2 separate regions of the Sus scrofa genome follow, and region 2 is linked to region 1. The links are chromatin contacts, called in public Hi-C maps. All regions are on one chromosome and are shown on one strand. The core of a region is the stretch at or near the end of the contact, and the rest is flanking DNA. Distances in the headings are between cores, read along the strand shown.

Region 1 (4,219 bases), core at 1,694-4,193:
GGCCGCACCCATTGCATACGGAGGTTCCCGGGCTAGGGGTCACCGGCCTACGCCACAGCCACAGCAGATCTGAGCCTCGTAAGCAACCTACACCACAGCTCACTGCAACGTCAGATCCTTAACCCACTGAGCGAGGCCAGGGATTGAAACTTCAACATTATGTTTCCTAGTCAGATTCATTTCCGCTGTGCCACGACGATGCTAACTCCTAAAGTTTCTCAATTTGACTTCAGACCAGCTTCCCTCCCGTCCATCTGTCACCACATCCTTCCCCAGCCCTGTGAGGCAGCTGGCCAATCCCAATCTGCCATGGACTTTATTTTTAAATTAAAAAAGAGTTTGTGTTTTTGCTTTTTAGGGCTACATTCGCACAACTCAAGGCCACGCCGGCTCCTTAACCCACCGAGCAATGCCAGGGATCAAACCCACATTCTCATGGTTACTAGTTGGGTTTGTTAACCCACTGAGCCACAGTGGGAACTCCCTGCCATGGACTTTTAAAACTACTCCTTTTTTGGAAGTTCCCATTGTGGTCCAGCAGTAATGAACCCAACTAGTTATGAGGATGCGGTTCAATCCCAGTCCTCGCTCGGCTCAGTGGGTGAAGGATCTGGCCTTGCCGTGAGCTGTGGTGTAGGTTGCAGACACCGCTCGGATCTGGCGTTGCTGTGGTTGTCTCTGACTCAACCCCTAGCCTGGGACCTTCCGTATGCCTGAAAAGACAAAAATTAAAAATAAATAAATAAATAAACAAAACGACTCCTCTTTTACACCTGGCCCTTTCCTTGGCACTGGAACTGATGCTTGCCCTTTTATTCGCCAAGCTCCCCTGGGAGAGCACCACCCACCTCTGTGAAATCTTTTTCTTTTTCCCTCTGGGGCATCGGCACCTCCTGCCCCTCCCTCTGAGCTAGTCCAGCTGCCACCAGGGGTTTCTGCGTCTATTCACAGTGTGGGCTTGGTTCTGCCTGCTGGCAGAGGACAGGGCCATCAACTTCCTCACCTCGCTGGCCCTGTGCCCAGCACATGCCTGGCAGAAACAGAGGAATACTCCTTTCTTCGGAGTCTTGGCTCCTCCTCCCCAGCCTGCCTGCAGGTGATAACTGGGGAGCAATGTCCAGAAGGGGCTTGGTGTGTTTCGCTTGAAGATAGTGATCCTGGAAACTGGTTCTCAGCCCAGCCCAGCCCAGTGCGCCTTCCTTTTGCTCTTAAAGTTTCCTTCCTTCTTTGTGTACACACACCACAGCTCAGGAAATGGTTCTTCAGGCAGGACCAGAAAAACGCAAGGGGTGGGTTCAGGCTGGGCGGGCAGCGGTGTGGTGGCTGGTTCCGTCCTTGCCCCGTTCACACAGTTTCTTCTGGAGCCCACCCCCCCCTCACCTTCCAGTCCTCTCCAGGCTTTGCCCCTGGGCTGTCCAGGACGGGCGAGGAAAATGCAGGGAATACGTGCTGTGCTCGCCTAAGTGTCCTCGGCACGCCTCCCGGGTAACAGGCTGATCCGGGAGTGGAGGGAGGGACCTCATTCATGACGCATCATGACTGACGGGGTGGGATGTCCTGGGAAAGGCTTCCTCTATTTCTCCGCTCACTCCTCCGGAATCCTACAAAATGGAGAATGGACTAACAATGGGAGCGGAGAGAAGGAACACCCCTTCTAGAATGGTGGGGGACCCCCAGGATGTGAAGCCAGGGACTTTCTAAAAGTGTTTATTCGCGACCCACCCTATCCCAGGGACCCAACAGCGCCCTCTACTGACTCGGGGAAGGGGTGAGGGGCTGGAACAGAGTTGGAGCGAGAGGAAGGGAGTGGGCTCTGGGTGGAGGATGAGGAGGCCTCTTGAAGACCATCTTGTCCCCTCGCCTCAGCTCCGCCGCCCGGGCTGGGTGCACAGAGGGTTCCTCTGGGCCGCTCATCCCTCCTTTAGCTCTCACACGTCTCCCCCGTTTGCCTGAGCCAAAGAAAAGCAGGCGGCGCCTGGTCCCCCTCTCCTACCCCGAGTTGGCACGGGGCTGGGGAAGCCAGGAGAACCCAGGCACCCCGGGGTCTTGCCCTTGGTGCCCTCCCTTTGCGGGGGGTGGGCGCCGTCTTCCAGGCAGGGGCCACGTGGCCTTGACCCGGCCGGGGTCTCGGCCTTCCTCCTGCAGGCCGGGTGACTCAGGCCGCAGCTGTTCTCGCGTCACATGAGGGAGGCTGGCGGCTACTCGGCGGGGGAGGGGGCTGCGGATGGAGCCGGGGCGGGGCCGCGCGCCGGGCGGGGCCGGAGCCGGGGGGCGCAGCTAGAGAGCCCCTGAGCCGCGGCGGGAGTGCAGCGCACAGCCTCGGGGAGCCCAGGTGAGGCCGCGGAGCCCGCTCCGGCTCTGGCGTCGGGGTGTTGGGGGGAATCGCCAGCCGCTCCCCGCTCAGGGCCTCGCTCCGGGCCTCTGAAGATCGGCTTCGCTCCCCCGCTGCTCCCGAGGCCCTCGCAACTTTGCAACTTTGGAAAGTTCCGGAGGCCCGGGAGGGGTGGGATGCGGAGCGCGGGACGCACTTATTTTTGGCGGTGGTCAGAGCCCAGGGGAAAGTGGCCTGGGGATCGGGCTAGAGCTGAGGACAATTTTGGGGGGCTGGTTGGGTGGGGAGGGGGTGTTTAACACCTGGGGGCTGGCGGGCCCAGGGTGGGCGTCCAGCCCTGGCCCCAGCGGGCGCCCTTGGATCAGTCCGGGGCCAGGGACGCGGCGGGGCGGGGTCCGGGCTGGGCGACGGGCGCCCCCACCCCTCTCCTGCAGGGAGAAGAGGGGGCTGGGAGACGTGGATCTGACCGCGGGTTTCCGGGTGGGAGGGGCCGGGAATGGGGGCCGCGCAGGGGAGGTCTCGAGGGCCGGCAGGGCGCTCCGAAGCCCGGATACCCCTTCGACCGGTTCTAATCCCCCTGCCCTCCCCTGTGCCCCAGGCCAGGCAGCCATGGCGGTGGAAGGAGGAATGAGATGTGTCAAGTTCTTGCTCTACGTTCTTCTGCTGGCCTTTTGCGTGAGTGGGGAGCGGGGACGATGGGGGCGCGCTGGCAGGGTGCGGGGAGAACTGGCTCGGGAGTGCTGACGGCTGAGGGGTCAAGAAGGAAGGCAGCTGGAGAGCAGATGTGGAAGGAACTCCCGGCTAACGGCCGAGGGCAGCGCGGCCATCGCCTCCTCCAGCTCAAAGCAGGGATCTTTGAGACTGTTTGGGATCGAGAATGGCCGGCCTGGGTGCCTAGCACCCTCCCCGTAATCCCTCCTTGCCTTTCCTGTCTGGTGACCCAACCTCTTGTGATATGGGGCAGTGGGGCAACCCGCCAACGGCTTGATGCTATCACCACGGGGTGCCCCTCCGCACCCTCCACCCCCCCTTCCTCTCCATTCCCTCATACCCCCTCCTTCCTGCTTGGGGGTTGGAGAGGGCTCTGTCCACCTAGATGGCTCCTGCCCTGGGCCCCCGGCTTGAGAGAGGATTGTTTGTCCAGGGAGGGGCAGGTCACCCTTACCCCGCTTCCTCCTCCCTTCTCCTCCCTGGCCTAGTGGGCCTGAGGAACCCGAGTCCTGAGGAACCCTAGTGGGCCCCAGGAACCCTAGTCACAGCTGGTGAGGATGTGGTGGGCACTGGAGGACAGTGAGAGGGCAGTTCTGGGAGCCCTGGAGGCCCATAGGAAGAGGCTCACAGGAAGCACTTCTCTTTGTTGGGAATTTGTGCCCTGGGGTCAAGGCTTTCTGGGAACTTCTCTTTTTGCCTTGGTGAGGAGCGGGTTGTGGAAGGTGTGGTTCCTTCTGACTGCCTTCTCTGAGAGCCTTGAACAGTTTCCCAGCCCTCCCTGGCAAGGATGGCTCACCCTTCTCCCCCACAGTTAGGTCCCCTGGAGGTGTGAGAATCCGTCTCTGGAGTGGGGTTCTGGTCTGTGTCCCGGGTCCATCGCGCCCTCCACCTTGGAGGGCTGATGGGTTGTGCGGCCTCTCAGTCCTGCTCTGTCCTCCCCGCAGGCCTGTGCCGTGGGACTGATCGCCGTGGGGATCTGGGTCCAGCTCGTGCTAAATCAGACCATTACCCAGGGGGCCACCCCTGGCTCCCTGTTGCCTGTGGTCATCATCGCAGTGGGTGCCTTCCTCTTCCTGGTGGCCTTTGTGGGCTGCTGTGGGACCTGCAAGGAGAACTACTGTCTTATGGTCACAGTGAGTGGCGGTGGGCCAGCACGGGGCCTGGCCCTCCTGGAAG
Region 2 (3,980 bases), core at 583-3,082, 120 kb before region 1:
TCTCACCCCAACAGCCTTCTCCACAGTAGCTGGCTTGACAGAAAACAGTGAAATTTGGGTCTTTCCCAAGGTTCCCCTCCCCCATCTGGTTTCTACCCTCTTCAAAAGGGGAAGTCAGTGCCAAACTCTGTCCCTTGCCAAGCCCCTAACAAACACTTTTGCCAACACTAAAGTGAGCCAAACATAGATTTTCCAGGCTATGCTAGTCCCCAAACATTAGGGTAGATCTGTTTCCTGGGGTCATAGAATTTAGACAGGAGGCCAAAGTTCTCCCTCACATCCCAATTTGCTTGAGAAAAGCAATAAAGCTCAGTTTGGGTTTTTGGTTGTTTTTTTTTTCCCCCACCAGGCCTGTGGCTCGTGGAAGTTTCCAGTCCAGGGATGGAAACGGCACCCCAGCAGGGACCTGAGCCCCTTCAGTAACAACACCAGATGCTTAACCTGCTGCATCACAAGGGAACTCTGATCAGTTTGGTTTTTATTAAGTAAAAGGATTTGGGGATGGAAATGTGGGGGTTTTTTGTTTTGTTTTGTGTTTTTCTTTGTTTGGCCACACCTGCAGCATGTGGAAGTTCCTGGGCCAGGGACTGAACTCACGCCACAGCAGCAACACGAGCCGCTGCAGTGACAATGCCAGATCCTTTACCCACTGAGCAACCAGGGAACTCTGGAAATGTAAAACTGGATTGTGATGATGGTTGCGCAACTATAAATATAAGAAGATTCACTGAGTTTTTTTAAAAAAAGGAAAGAAAGAAAAAAAAGGGGGGAAATGTTGTCGTTCCCAGAAAGGCGCAAAAATCCTTTTGTTACCATCATTTCCCTATCATCCCAGATGCTAAAAGAACAGTTAAACTCCTTATTCCTCTACTCCTCTCCTTCATCCAGAGGCTAGATGTTATCTCTCTCTCTCTTTTTTTTTTTTCTTTTTTTAATCTTTTCTAGGGCCACATCACGGCATATGGAGGTTCCCAGGCTAGGGGTCTAATCGGAGCTGTAGGCACCGGCCTACACCAGAGCCAGAGCAACGCAGGATCCGAGCTGCGTCTGCGAACTACACCACAGCTCATGGCAATGCTGGATCCTTAACCCACTGAGCGAGGCCAGGGATCGAACCCTCAACCTCATGGTTCCTAATCAGATTCGTTAACCACTGCGCTACCGAGGGAACTCCAAGACATTATCTCTTCATGCATCCCTCAGCACTGTGCCAGGTAATGGCGCCATCAGCAGAAGCCTCCAGCATCTCCAGGGTCGTTCTATGGGATAACACCTTTGTCTGAATTGGAGAAGGGGAGCAGACCTTGGTCTTCCCTTGGAAGTTCCTGTTGTGGCTCAGCGGTTAATGAACCTGACTAGTATACATGAGGATGCACGTTCCATCCCTGGCCTGGCTCAGGAGGTTCAGGATCCGGTGTTGCCGTGAGCTGTGGTGTAGGTTGCAGACGTATGTGGCTTGGATTTGGCATTGCTGTGGCTGTGGCATAGGCTGGCAGCTGCAGCTCCTATTGTACCCCTAGCCTGGGAACCTCTATATGCCATGAGTGTGGCCCTAAAAAGCCAAAACAAAAAACTTGGTCTCCCCAACACTGTGACAGGATCTGAAGAACTTAAGGATTTGAGTCTGATGTCCTCTCAACCAAGCCAGTTCAGGCCAGTCCCAGATGGGGTGCGCGTTCAAGGAGCACTGGGTGGGAGGGAATGCTAACAAGTGTTTGTAATAGGGATTGAGGAAATTTGGGACATCCTGGGAACAGATTATGCTGGCCCAGGCCTGAGCCATCCCAAACCCCTCCCACTTCCTGGTTACTAACTCATTCCAGCTGTGCACAATCCTGGCCACTAGTCCTATTTGGCTTCTAGGAACTCATGACTAATGAAAGGAGTGTGTGTGTGTGTTGGGGGGGTCCTCTTAAAAACAGAGGTTTCCAAGGTAACAGCTTGGCGGCTTGAACTCAATCCCATTCTACCAGGGTGCGTTCCCTCTCTCCTGACTCCCTCTGGGCTCTGAACGGAAAACAGGCCAGAGGCTAAGACCGCATTTCTCCTGCATTTCTCTAGGTCAGGAGCAGGGTCTAGGCTACTTCTAACTTGGCTACACCTTTCATTTTTTTTTTTTTTGTTTGTTTGTTTGTTTGCCGTTTTTGCCATTTCTTGGGCCACTCCCGTGGCATATGGAGGTTCCCAGGCTAGGGGTCAAATCGGAGCTGTAGCCGCCGGCCTACGCTAGAGCCACAGCAACATGGGATCCAAGCCGTGTCTGCAACCTACACCACAGCTCACAGCAACGCCGGATCATTAACCCACTGAGCAAGGGCAGGGATGGAACCCACAACCTCATGGTTCCTAGTCGGATTCGTTAACCACTGAGCCATGACGGGAACTCCCACCTTTCATTTTCTCACCTCTGATTTCCTACTTCAGGCCCCAGACTTGCCCTTTCTATTTTAGGATGACTAGCCCCCCAGGCCACCCCATTCAGGCCACCCATTCACTCATTCAGGATGGCTGTCAGAGGAGGGTGGGAGATGGTTTAGAGATCGGCTTCTCCTGAACTTAGAGACCTCCTACCAACCTTTGCCTTCCACCCACAGCCCCACAGACCCAGATCATCAGAAAGTACTCACAGTGGAGCTCCCACTGTGGTGCACCAGGATTGGTGACTGGGAGTGCTGGGATGCAGGTTTGATCCCCGGCCTGGCACAGCGGGTTAAGGATCTGATCGCTGGCCCAGGAGCTCTATATGCTTCAGGGCAGCCAAAAATGAAAAAACAAAACCAAAAATAAACAAACATAACTCTCAGAGTCTTACCTGCTCCCTGCTGCTACTGTTAAAATCTTTATTTTTTTTTTTTTATTTTTTAAGGCCACTCCCATGGCACATGGACGTTAACAAAGCCAGGGATTGAATCTGAGCTGTGGCTGCGAACTACACCTGATCCCTTAACCCACTGAAATGGGCCAGGGATCAATCCCTTGCCTCCTCAGTGACCCAAGCCACCAGATCAGGAACTCCAGAAATATATTATATTATTATTATTATTATTATTATTAATATTTTGGCTGCATTCTTGGCATGTGGAAGTTCCCAGGCCAGGGATGGAACCTGACCCACAGCTGTGATATCACTGGATCCTTTTAACCCACTGTGTCGCAAGGGAACTCCTAAAATATTTTAATTAAGAATCTTTCTATACAAACCGTTCTGTCACAATGTGTGAGCAGAGAGGGAAACCAGTTTCCAGGGAGTAAGCCAGCCAAAGAACCCAGGAGATCTTTCTCTCGACTCATGTTCTCTTTCTGGGGCAGACAGACCACATGTCCTAACCCTTCACACACATTCCCATATCTCCCCCAGTGAGAGATGACAAATTCAGAGGAAAAAAGAGTTGGGTCAGCCCGGCTCAGGGGGGCTGGCGGAAGGGGTGGTCATGATGCCGTTATGGGAACAGTTAGTCATGCAGTCTTGCATACATGCCCGGCCTGCAGCTCCTGGCTCAAGGGGTTTGTTTGGGTTCCTGCGGCAACTCTTTGGAGACGGCAAAGATCAGAGCTTGAGTCTGAGGCTCTGCTGCTTCCTTAGCTCTGTGACCTGAAGCAACCTATTAGAGACTCAGTTTCCTTTTCTGGAGAAGGTGAGAACGCCAGCCCACAGGGATGTTGTTGCGGAGATTTAAACGAAATGAGTTATTTGGCAGATTTTACTGTTTCACTCTGATCTCTCCTTGGCTCCTTAGTATCTAAAAGTGGCTCCGGAGTTCCCACTGTGGGCTATGACGCAGTGGGTTAAGAATCCAACTGTAGCAGCTCTGGTCTCTGCAGAGATGCAGGTTGGATCCCCAGCCCAGTGTTGTGGGTTAAGGATTTGGTGTGGCCACAGCTGCGGCTCAGATTCGATCCCTGGCCTGGGAACTTCCATGTGCCACCGAGAGTGTGGCCAAAAAAAAAAAAAAAAAAAAAGCGGTGCCATCCCTCAGGGA

What was found. A called contact is a pair of places that touch in the nucleus more often than the background predicts.
Region 2: a Hi-C map of liver shows a contact between it and region 1, with 2.5 times the contacts expected there. The contact joins the enhancer-like site here to the promoter of LOC106510300 in region 1. A contact is called at or near these places in 3 of 47 Hi-C or Micro-C datasets (embryonic fibroblasts, liver and skeletal muscle) and 2 of 2 datasets of contacts at active chromatin or transcription factors (alveolar macrophages and skeletal muscle).

What each region holds. Positions count from the first base shown.
Region 1 is chr5:21,173,786-21,178,004 of Sscrofa11.1, reverse strand. LOC106510300 (basic proline-rich protein-like) reads right to left here and starts at 2,943. Exons shown (of 2, transcript XM_013997622.1): 1 at 2,635-2,943; 2 at 2,156-2,566. The coding sequence starts at 2,943. The coding sequence ends at 2,156. CD63 (CD63 antigen) reads left to right here and starts at 1,780. Exons shown (of 8, transcript XM_005663878.2): 1 at 1,780-2,332; 2 at 2,931-3,007; 3 at 3,988-4,176. The coding sequence starts at 2,942. It overlaps LOC102162669 (a long non-coding RNA gene), which reads right to left and starts at 2,112. Exons shown (of 2, transcript XR_303407.3): 1 at 1,994-2,112; 2 at 766-1,601.
Region 2 is chr5:21,289,018-21,292,997 of Sscrofa11.1, reverse strand. No RefSeq gene overlaps it. Among named protein-coding and RNA genes, the nearest start is that of MMP19, 5.1 kb to the right of the region's middle. Within about 2 kb of position 1,832, at least 43 of the 83 cell types and tissues checked have an H3K27ac peak or open chromatin away from gene starts, as enhancers often do. A contact at or near this core is called in alveolar macrophages, embryonic fibroblasts, liver and 1 more, where this site is marked.